Linked DNA regions of Ovis aries: region 2 is linked to region 1. The links are chromatin contacts, called in public Hi-C maps. All regions are on one chromosome and are shown on one strand. The core of a region is the stretch at or near the end of the contact, and the rest is flanking DNA. Distances in the headings are between cores, read along the strand shown.

Region 1 (5,895 bases), core at 1,728-4,227:
ATACAGACCACCTGACCTGCCTCTAGAGAAACCTATATGCAGGTCAGGAAGCAACAGTTAGAACTGGACATGGAACAACAGACTGGTTCCAAATAGGAAAAGGAGTACGTCAAGGCTGTATATTGTCACCCCGCTTATTTAACTTCTATGCAGAATACATCATGAGAAACGCTGGACTGGAAGAAGCACAAGCTGGAATCAAGATTGTTGGGAGAAATATCAATAACCTGAGATATGCAGATGACACCACCCTTATGGCAGAAGGTGAAGAGGAACTAAAAGCCTCTTAATGAAAGTGAAAGAGGAGAGTGAAAAATTTGGCTTAAAGTCCAACATTCAGAAAACGAAGATCATGGCATCTGGTCCCATCACTTCATGGGAAATAGATGGAGAAACAGTGGAAACAGTGTCAGACTTTATTTTGGGGGCTCCAAATCACTGCAGATGGTGACTGCAGCCATGAAATTAAAAGACATTCCTTGGAAGGAAAGTTATGACCAACCTAAATAGCATATTCAGAGAAGGGAATAGCAACCCACTCCAGTACCCTTGCCTGGAAAATCCCATGGACAAAGGAGCCTGGAAGGCTGCAGTCCATGGGGTTGCTATGAGTCGTACATGACTAAGCGATTTCACTTTCACTTTTCACTTTCATGCGTTGGAGAAGGAAATGGCAACCCACTCCAGTGTTCTTGCCTGGAGAATCCCAGGGATGGGGGAACCTGGTGGGCTGCCGTCTATGGGGTCGCACAGAGTCGGACATGAATGAAGCGACTTAGCAGCCGCAGCAGCAGACAGTATATTAAAAAGCAGAGACATTACTTTGCCAACAAAGGTCTGTCTAGTCAAGGCTATGGTTTTTCCAGTAGTCACGATGGGTGTGAGAGTTGGACTATAAAGAAAGCTGAGCGCCAAAGAATTGATGCTTTTGAACTGTGGTGTTGAAGACTCTTGAGAATCCCTTGGACTGCAAGAAGATCCACCCAGTCCATCCTTAAGGAGATCAGTCCTGGATGTTCATTGGAAGGATTGATGTTGAAGCTGTAACTCCAATACTTCGGCCACCTGATGCGAAGAGCTGACTCATTTGAAAAGACCCTGATGCTGGGAAAGACTGAGGGCAGGAGGAGAAGGGGATGACAGCAGATGAGGTGGTTGGATGGCTTCACTGACTCAATGAACATGAGTTTGGGTAAACTCTGGGAGTTGGTGATGGACAGGGAGGCCTGCATGCTGCAGTTCATGGGGTCACAAAGGTCAGACACAAATGAGCAACTGAACTGAACTGGAAGATGTCTTGTAATTGAGAAAAAATTCCAAACACTAACAAATCCATTAGTAGGAGAATGGTTAACAATGGTATATCATGCATCTATTTTTAAACAGATGTCTAAGATCCATAAAGTGAAAAAAAAAAAAAACTGCAGAGCAAATTTCACTTGGGTAAAAGAAAACATACATATAGATCTATGTGAAGGGTACTTCTGAAAAAATTCACAAAAAAATGGTTACCTCTGGGGAGTTAGGACAGGGAGAGAAAAGAAAGGAAAACTTTCACAGTTGTAATACTTGAATTTTCACCTTCAGAAATACATATATAGTCTAAAAGTTTTAAATATAGATTATAAAAATAAACTAAATATGCTGTATAGAATTGGAAAAAGCACAAAACAAAAATGCTGACAATCAAATGACAAGACGACAACAAAACAGTTTAAGGCAAAAATAAAAGATTTATAAAGAAACACTAAAAGCCCCAGGAATGCAACAGGCATTACTGGTACCAATGAAGTTCAAAACAGAGAGAGGTAGTAGAAACTGAGCCCAGGTTAGGTCAACTTATCTCACAGTCCTATGCACTAAAATATCTCTCTTTAGACCATTTATTACAATGCAGGTAGACTATTATTGTATTCCAAATCAATGGAATGCAACTCATTTATGTTAGCAAGAACCCTTAAAAAAATATATTGGTGTCATATTTCTTGACACTTAGCCAAAAAGCACATTTTGAAAAAAGCTTGAGCTTTTTCCCCTGGTGGTTCAGAATCCACCTGCAATGCAGGAGACCTGGCTTCGATCCCTGGGTTGGGAAGATCCCCTGGAGCAGGAAAATGGCAACCGACTCCGGTATTCTTGCCTGGAGAATTCCATGGACAGAGGAGCCTGGCATGCTATAGTCCATGGGGTCGCAAAGAGTTGGACACAACTGAGGAACTAACACCTTCACTTTCATGGAAAATACATTCCAAGCTACAAAAAAGTGGCTTACAAATGAACCTTAAAAACAACTCGCTTTCAAGTTGAAGATTATCAATGTTCAAATTTTAGGCAACAGACATTCTGAAAACCTGAGCCTTATTAACCTAGACAGTCATTCACTTAATTCAAGATGCAAGACAGGGGAACTCCCTGGTGGTTCAGTGGTTAGGACTGCACTTTCACTGCCCAGGGCACCACCAAAACAAAAAACAAAAAAGATGCAAGATCACCATCGTGTGGCAAGTGAAGGAAGCTGCAGGTTTTCCCAGTACAAGAAAGTGAAAATGCCTTCTAGAGAGTTTCCAGGAACTAGCCAATAGCACTCCAGCATTATATATGCATTCTAGCTTAGTCAGAATATGAGGCTGATCAGAAACAGCTCATTCATTTCCCATTTCAACAGATAAAGCACAGCAATTCAAAAGATGTAACAAAAAGCTGAATTACAAATAATATTTCTAATTAAAGCTTCAAACTGTATTCTGGTAACCAAAAGATCCCATTGTAAGGTCGGACCCCGGGGGCCATGATTGGCCGCCCCTCTTCTCCCTCCCGCCGGCGAGAAAGTCCCTAATGGAGGATCCTCCCAGATCCCAGGGACCAATGACAGCACACTTCGCCGGTTGCCATGACGAGCCGCCCCCTCCTCTCCCCTGCCTGTGGGGGAAGTCCCTAACGGAGGGCGCCTCCCAGATCCCGGGGACCAATGACAGCACACTCCGCCAGCTAAAGCCGCCCTGCCCCAGCTGCATGAACCGCGCTGCCTCAGTTGCATAAGCCACCCCGCCCCAGCCGCATAGAGAAACCTATCAGCTCGCGACGCCGCGAACCAGCAACCTATCCAAACCCCCTTCCGCTAGCCCAGCCCTCCCTCACAGCGTGCGTATATAAGCAAACTTCCAACACGCCCGGCGCGCGGATTTCCTCGACCTGCCCCGTTCGGTCCAGGAACCCCACCCGGGAGCACTTTGCCATTAAAGCCTGTTAAACATTTTTTGGTATACCTGGTCGTCTTTTACCTAACACCCATAATCAATGTCATACTTATATTCCTGAAACAGACTATTTCAGAAAGAAACTATAAAGTTTTATACTTCAACAGCCATCATTTAGCTTTTATACACTATTTAAAGAGTATGCAAATGAAAGTTTTTAGACATTATGCTTGGTAAAAGTTGGTAAATTCAAGGTTCTGAAAAGAAGGAAAATGAGTGTGACTTTCAATAAGTATTACACTGAAAAAAAAATTTTTTTTTTCATTTTACCCCAGTGCCTAACATGGTACCCTGTGCTGTGCTTAGTCGCTTTGTGCTGTGCTTAGTCGCTTAGTCCTGTCCGACTCTTTGCTACCCAATGGACTATATAGCCCTCCAGGCTCCTCTGTCCATGGGGATTCTCCAGACAATACTGGAGTAAGTCGCCATCCCCTCCTCCAGGGGACCTTCCCAACCCAGGGATTGAATCCAGATGTCCCACATAGCAAGCGGATTCTTTACCATCTGAGCCACCAGGGAAGCCCTAGCCACTGCAAATGCAATCGTTTACTGGAGAAAAAAACATTATTTGTATGGTCAATAATCAAACAGTAGATGGCTGACCTAGAATTGGTGCTCTATAGGTAGCCTGGGAAATTGAAAATGCTATTTTCACAAATACATCAAGAAATGCAACTTCAAACAAAGTGTAATTTTTCACCTACCAGATGGTGAGAGAAATATTTTGAATTTATGAGTTCCTGTGACTGGCAAGGATAAGAGCAAATAAATGGCTTTCATATATTGGTAGTGGAAATATACACAGGTACAGTGTTTCTGGAGAATAATTTGTCACTATCTATTCACATTTTAAATGTGCACACACGTAGCACTAGTGGTAAAGAATCGGCCTGCCAATGCAGGAGACATAAGAGATGATCCCTGGGTTGGGAAGATCCCCTGGAAGAGGGCATGGCAACCCACTTAAGTATTCCTGCCTGGAAAATCCCATGGACAGAGGAGCCTGGCAGTATGCAGTCCACAGGGTTGCACAGAATTGGACATGACTGAAGCAAATTAGCACACACCCATTACTCAACAAATTTACTTTTTGGAATCTATTCTACAGAAATACTAGCACATGGATCCAAAGTTAAATGTACCAAGGTACACACTGCAACTTTGGGGGGGGGGGCACTCCGAAGCTTGTGGGATCTAAGTTCCCTGACCAGGGACTGAACCTAGGCCATGGTGGTGAAAACACCAAATCATAACCACTAGACCACCAGGAAACCCCTTGCAACTTTTTATAACAGTAAAAATCAAACCTAATCATTAATACTGTCCCTTAATGCTGAAATGGATGAACTATGATCCATTTAAACTATGGAATATTATATGTGCAGTCAAAAAAAAAAAAAAAAGGTGAAATCCTATGACCTAAATGGGAAGAAATGAAATGATATTTTATACTGTTAAATAAAAAAAAAAGTTACAGAATTACAGGTATAAAATACCTCATTAAATAGACAAATAACAAAAAAACAAAAACTACATGTGTGAATACTTGTAGTAAGCCTAGAAAATGTCTAGAGGACTCTAGACAGTAATATACACAGCAAGCTGTTATTTCCTAGGAATGAAAAAAGCTTTCATTTGTTCAATTTGATTTCTTAAGCATCATATGCAATTCTTTTTATAATTCACATTAATTTTTTAACTGGGTGGGGGGAATCAAAAATTATTCCTAATGGTGATATTTCTTTTGGAATGAAGTATTTAGACCAATTAAAATGTTTCAGGACAATAGATAACTTTAATAACTTTTTCCCTTAAGGAATTAAGATTGGATTCATGGCCTTTTAAAAAACAATTTAGCTGTATGTCACCAAGCTGTGAAAATTTTATAACTCTTATTAGTATAAGGCATATACTGAGTCTTAAAGAACATAAAACATTTGCCAATCAAAAAAAACAAAGCTAAGTGCTCAAGAAAACCCACAACTTGTAGTAGAAAAAAACTGAACTATTTATCATGAGACCCTAAAATAATCTAGTATCTTTAATCTCTTAATTGTATATCACTGTGATTCTAAAAAACGGGAAGGGGTAGGAGATATTGGTTACTTATGACTCCTCCATTTAATCTTGGAATGAGAGCTGCATCAGACAACACAGCTGCCCTCTAACTCCCTACCAATCCCTGCTTATAAAAAGAGATGTTCCTGAAAGTCACGTATTTAGTGTTTGAGAAGCATCAAAGCAAACACACTGAGAATCATTACACATATACAGAATATTAACAATAATTTTAGACCATGATACATATGCACAACATTCAAAGCTTGTTTTTAGTGGGGGGGGGGGGGAACCAATACAGTAAACAATCTCAGCAGAGAACCTAGCTCTCAATCTCAGCTCCATCACGAGCCACCTAACTGAACAAGCCCTTCATTGCTCTTTGGCTGGAGCCAAAGAAAGGAAGAGAAACTGCTTTCAAGGGTCCTTCCAGCTCTAAAGAAAATCCTATGATCCCGCCTTTCTCAACTAGAATTACAAACAACAGAATTTCTATCCAAAAATATTGTTATAAAAGTAAAAATTTGCTTATACATGAGGTGATGGATATGTTAACTGGATGGGAGGAATCCTTTCATAC
Region 2 (6,078 bases), core at 2,194-4,693, 350 kb before region 1:
CAGGTAAGAAGGGCATTTAAACCTTGAAGGTCATGAGCTGGAAGCAGAGCAGAGGGAGCTTCCTGGGATGCTGGAATCTTCCATATCTCCTTCCGGGATGTGAGTACATGGATATATGTATGTGTAGAATTTTATCACATTTATCTGTATTTATTGTATATAAATTATACTTCAATAAATGAATGGAAGAGGCATTATTTTGGAGTTTAATGCCAATTACTTATTTCACGTCTTCCCAGGTATCTGGCGGGCTTCCCTAGTGGCTCAGTGGTAAAGAATCTACCTACAATGCAGACTAACTTTCTCTATGCCTTGACATGAAAAGGCTTGGCTATTCTGCTCTAGGTAACAAAAAGCCAGTTAGGCTGTTTGGATGGAGAGTGAGTGTATTGGGATCAGTGGTGGAGAACTCTGGCACTGGAATGGGGAAGGATTTTGCTGAGGGAGGTGCGGTGTCAACTTAACTGGGTCACAAATGCCCACAGAGCTGTATAAACACTATTTCTGGGTGTGTCTGTGAGGGAAAACATGTGAATCAGTGGACTCAGTAAAGCAGATGGTCTTCCTCAATGTGGGTAGTCATCATTCAACCCACTGAGAATCCAAGTAGAACAGAAAGGCAAAATTCTTGAATTTTGAGAATTGAATTGAGAATTAAATTCTCTCCGTCTCTTTCTCTGACTGAATGGGCTGAGATAACCATCTTCTCCTGCTACTACCTGATGTGAAGGGATGTGTTAAGAAAGAGGCTTATTAAAACTACTATTAAATTGTTTTTAATGGGGCCTTTGGGCTTCCCCGGTGGCTCAGCGGTGAACAATCTGTCTGCCAAACTGGGAGACTTAGGTTCGATCCCTGGGTCGGGAAGATCTGCCGGAGAATGAAATGGCAACTCACTCCAGTATTCTTGCCTGGGAAATTCCGGGGACAGAGAAGCCTGGTGGGTCACAGTCCATGGGGTCGCAAAAAGAGTTGGACACGACTTAGTGAATAAACAATACAAAAATAGGGGCTTCCCTGGTGGCTCAGACACTAAAGATTTCGCCTGCAATGTGGGAGACCTGGGTTTGATCCCTGGGTTGGGAAGATCCCCTGGAGGAGAGCAGGGCAACCCACTCCAGTATTCTTGCCTGAATAATTCCTATGGACAGAGGATCCTGGTGGGCTACAGTTTATGAGGTCCCAAAGAGTCAGGCACGACTGAGCAACTAAGCATGGCACATACTGATGGTTCAGTGGTGAAAAAAAAAAAAAAAACCAACCTGCCAATGCAGGAGACATGGGTTTGATCCCTGGTCCAGGAAGATTCTACATGCCGTGGAACAATTAAGTCTGTGCACCTACGAGCCTGTGATCTAAAGCCTGGAAGCCAAAACTACTGAAGCCCACAAGCCCTAGAGCCTGTGCTCTGCAGCAAGAGAAACCATGGCAATGAGAACCAATGCAACTAGAGAGTAGGCCCTGCTTGCCGCAACTACAGAAAAATAGTTCCCTCGCAGCAACAAAGACCCAGCACAGCCAAAAGTAAAGATAAATAATTCTTATTAGTTCTAATTGTTTGTAATGGAGGAATAGAGGGTGTCATTTACTTCTATTTCAGCGTTTCTCAGTGTCCCCTGTGTAAGGAGAATCTCTCTCAGGCTGCAGCGACAGAAAGGGCCGTGATCTTTTGAGAAACTGGTTTGGTTTTACCATACGATGAATGTTCATTTTCCCCTCCTCGTCCTGGCTGCTAAGGAGCTTGCAGTACAACAGCAAGCGAGGTCCTCTGCAACGTACCTGTGCGCTCATCCTACTCCTGGCTTCACCTTCTCTTCGTTCTGTTTCCCTTTACTCCACTTTCTCAACTATTACATTTTGTGTTCTTATACATGTCTTTGTAAGCTGCCACAACTCCTATTTCAGGATATAGGTGGGGCATAAATAAATAAGAGAAGACATGGACAAGTCCACTAAGATGGAGAAAGAGTGCAAGAAAGGCTTGAATAGACATTACCCCAAAGATGATATACAATAGCCAGCAGGCATATAAAAAGATGATTAACTTCACTAACTGTACAGAAAATGCAAATCAAAACCACAATGATATTTCACCGCATCTGATTAGGATGGCAGATAGGCAGGCAGGAAGAAGAAAAAAGGAGGGAGAAAAAAAAGAAAAAGAAATGGCGGCAAAGATGAGAAGAAAAATGAACACATTACACTATTGGTGAGATTGAAAGATGGTGCAATTGCTATGGAAAACATTATGGAGGTCCCTCAAAAAGTTAAAACTAGAACTACCATGTGACGCAGCAATTTTACTTCCGGGTATATATCCAAAAGAACGGAAAGCTGGGTTCTGAAGAGATATTTGCAGACCCACATTCACAGCAACACTATTCACTATCGCCAAGAGGTAGAAGCAACCCAAATGTCCATCAACAAATGAATAAACAAAATGCGGTATATACATATAGTAGAACACTATGCAATCCTAAAAGAGGGAGTTTTGATGCATGCTACAACACAGGAGAACCTTGAGGACATTATGCTAAGTAAAATAAACATGTCACAAAAGTCAAATACAGTATGGCTTCACTTAAATGAGGCATCTGAAGGAGTTAAATTCACAGAGACAGAAAGTTGAATGATGGCCCCTGGGGGAGTGGTGAGAGTGAAGTGAAAGTGTTAGTCACTCAGTGGTGTCCAACTCTTTGCGACCTCCTAGACTGTAGCCAGGCAGGCTCCCCTGTCCATGCAATGAATGGTAAGTTGTTGTTTAATGGGTATAGAATTTCAGTTTTACAAGATGAAAAGTTCTTGAGACTGGTTGCACAACAATAAAGGGTTACGATGGTAAATTTTACTTTATGTGTATTTTACCACATTTTTAAAATGTAAAGTCAAGAAAGAGAAGCTTTTTCTCATTTCACAGTTTTGTTCAGTATGCTTCCTAGTCTCAAACAGAAAGAAGGTGGTAGTTTCATCTGGACTCTGTCATACTCCATCCCTGCCATTTAGGAGAGAGAGGAGGTATTTCCACCCAACCAGTGAGGGTAAGAAGAAATTCAATGACCTGGCTTGGATGTCAGTAAATATTCGGGAGCTGAACAAGAAAGCCTTTCACTTGCGTGATCATTTTTCTTCCTTTTCCCTGGGTAAGACTGGCAAAAATTTAACTGTTTTCCTTGAATATATAATCAGAACCATGTTTACGATATGAGACATGATTCTTCTCCTTCTTCTCTCTCAACATCTACCCCCTTGTTCTTATATGCTTATGACAATGTACCTCCCACACACAACTAAAGAAGCAAAAAATTTTAAGTCAACTGCTGCACATTGAGGATCCAAGTTATTTAACATACTGTGTAATTAAAGCAGGCTAATGGTGTAAGCCGAGCAGAATATAGGTTAGTGAGTCAACACTTTTCTAGTTCATCTGAGGCCGAGCAGGCTTTTCAGATGATTCACGGTTCATTTGCTCTGATTCAGTGCCAGGAGCCAGCGTGAGGAATCCCACCCGTGACAAGGTCATGCGGCAGAGGCCTGATGGGCAAGGCGAGTCAGACCTCAGGTTTTCCCCCTGGTATTTCCTGAGCATGTACCCCAAAAATAAGAATCTGCCTGCCTTATTGTACTTCTCCACTCTTCTGACACTCTCTGGAAAAAGTTAATTCAGGGCTTTAGTCTTATGCATTTGAAAGGGATGTTTCAGTTCAAACCCCCTCTGATAACTCTCTACTTGCCTAACAGGTTTCCCGGACTTCTTACAGCTTGTGAATTGCTTACAGCCCCCCAACCGCGAGAGGCACAAAGCTTAGAGCATCTTAAAGATACAGAGCCTTTTCTAAAGAGCTGAAAATCATATTGGTGATGGATTTCACTGTTGACTCAATGATTGCTGCCAGGCCTCCATATTCTTTATCTTTAGGCACCTGGGAGGATGTTAATCAATGTAAACGGGATATGGAAAAAGATATATAATAGTTTTGATGTTAGCAACACTAGACTTTTGAGTTAATTACTTTTCGTTATAAATCACTGTACTCCTTTTACTTGTTATAAATTGCTGTATCTTTGCTATGTAAGAATGTAACTTTATTTAGTGTTTTCTGAGCGTGGCACTAGACTTCGGGAAGATCAACACAAATAAGTCTTCTGGTTGACAAACCCTTATCAGAAAAGGGCCGTAAAATGTTAATTGGCCCTTTTGGCTGGAAGATGATGTAAATCACCTAAGACTTGTGTATACAACTAGGTATGCAGAGAGAAAAGCCTGGTTTTGATAAGAGTCTGGGCTGCTAACGCTGAATAATTTTGTATTACCCATTGATCTCTATGTACAATCAAAAAGGTATAAAAGGCCTTTCTAGACAATAGAGACCAGGCCAATTATTGGAAGGACTGGTTTCCCCCGTGTCTCCTCTTTACTCTAATTTCAGGCTGATTCCCATCTGGGGCGTGGAGGCTCGCCATGTCTACTTACTTGCCCTAGCTTCTAAGATCCACGAGAGAGGGAGCCCAAGGTGGGGCACCCTCCGTTATTCAAGAGGACACCAGTGGCCTAACGTAGATGGTGCAAGCTCCTTGTCTGAAACTTTATTGACTTCCATGTAAAACAAGTTATTCAGTCTCTTTCCTCCACTAAAATTTCCTACTATACTATTTCCTCTTAATCTCTTTATATTTCTAATTAAATAAATTTTTCCTCGCCAATGCTGTCCCTGCTTCAAATTCCCTGGATCCACCGGGGCTGGATCCCGGCAATTCAGTCTTGGTTGCTTTGCTATTCCTTTCACTCCAACCTGAAGGCACGTTCAAGGGAGGTTCCCATTCCATGGTGTGCTAAATTTTGGTGAGGTTGAAACATGGTAAGCTTAGTTCAGGTGTCTCGTTTTAACACCATGTGGTAAAAGTCAGATAACTCAAGAAACAAAGCCAAGTAACCATATATAAAATAAAGTGAGTTTTCTGTGAATTTAAAGTGAAAAACTTCCTCCACCTGATAACTTCACCCACACTCAAGTAGAAGAGCTGGGTTAAATTTAGATGGTAGTTACACTTGCTCTGTGACCTTGAGAAAATCTTCATCTAATTTCTTTCCACCCATAAATGATCATTAATAATATGTGCTTCTGACTCAAGACACCCAACACTGTTTAAGTGAAAGATGATGAACTAGAGGTTACAAGGAGCACTGAAACTGTCATGTTTTGGACCAACGAGCTGAGAAAAGCCTTATTACCCAGGTTTAAGATGATGGCAGTCTTAGGTCTTCCAGTCTATGCCCTTGGAGGGGACAGATTCCATTCCATTAATAGGGGGCTGTGCTCCTTCCAATACTGTCCACATGCATAGGTGGTCCCCAAAGGTCTATCAAGTGTTTTTTGACAGTCTGGCCATTTAAGAGGAATATGTGATCAAATCATTTTGTTGACACAGATTTCAAAAATTTTAAATGTAATATTAAATCACAATTTTTACAGACATCCTATTATTCTTAATAGCCATTATTTTTTTTAAAGTTGTATACATACTTCCAAGATTTTGTTTTTTATTAATAATCTCAGTGTATTTTTACCTCATTAGCATATTATTCTTTTTTAAGATTTATTTTATTTTATTTTTGGCTGTCCTGGGTCTTCTTTGCTGCCCATGGGCTTTCTCTGGTTGCAGCAAAGTGGGGCTACTCTTCACTGTCGCGCACAGGCTTCTCATTGCAGTAGCTTTCCTTGTTGCAGAGCACAGGCTTCAGGTGCAAGCTTCAGTAGTTGTGGCTCAAGGGTTCTAGGGTGCAGGCTTAGTTGTGGCCCACGGGTTAGTTGCTGCATGGCATGTGGGCTCTTCCTGGACTGGGGATTGAACCAGTGTCCTCTGCATTGCAAGGCAGATTCTTAGCCACTGAGCCACAAGAGAAGCCCAAGCATCTTATTTTTGATACAAGATTAATATCTAACATAGTAGCTAAGTTCAGCCATTCAGTCGTGTCCGACTCTTTGCGACCCCATGGACTGCAGCACACCAGGCTTCCCTGTCCATTGCCAACTCCTGGAGTTTACTCAAATGCATGTCCCTTGAGTTGGTGATGCCATC

The links. Hi-C and Micro-C count contacts between places; a contact is called where the count stands out from the background.
Region 2: a contact with region 1 is called in a Hi-C map of skin fibroblasts, with 2.8 times the contacts expected there. The contact joins two enhancer-like sites. A contact is called at or near these places in 5 of 16 Hi-C or Micro-C datasets (blood, liver, skin fibroblasts and 1 more).

The regions. Positions count from the first base shown.
Region 1 is chr2:35,812,758-35,818,652 of ARS-UI_Ramb_v3.0, reverse strand. The region is part of intron 1 of KIF27 (kinesin family member 27); the gene reads right to left. Among named protein-coding and RNA genes, the nearest start is that of KIF27, 11 kb to the right of the region's middle. Within about 2 kb of position 2,977, at least 43 of the 54 cell types and tissues checked have an H3K27ac peak or open chromatin away from gene starts, as enhancers often do.
Region 2 is chr2:36,166,041-36,172,118 of ARS-UI_Ramb_v3.0, reverse strand. All of the region lies in intron 5 of FRMD3 (FERM domain containing 3), which reads right to left. Among named protein-coding and RNA genes, the nearest start is that of IDNK, 19 kb to the right of the region's middle. Within about 2 kb of position 3,443, at least 3 of the 54 cell types and tissues checked have an H3K27ac peak or open chromatin away from gene starts, as enhancers often do.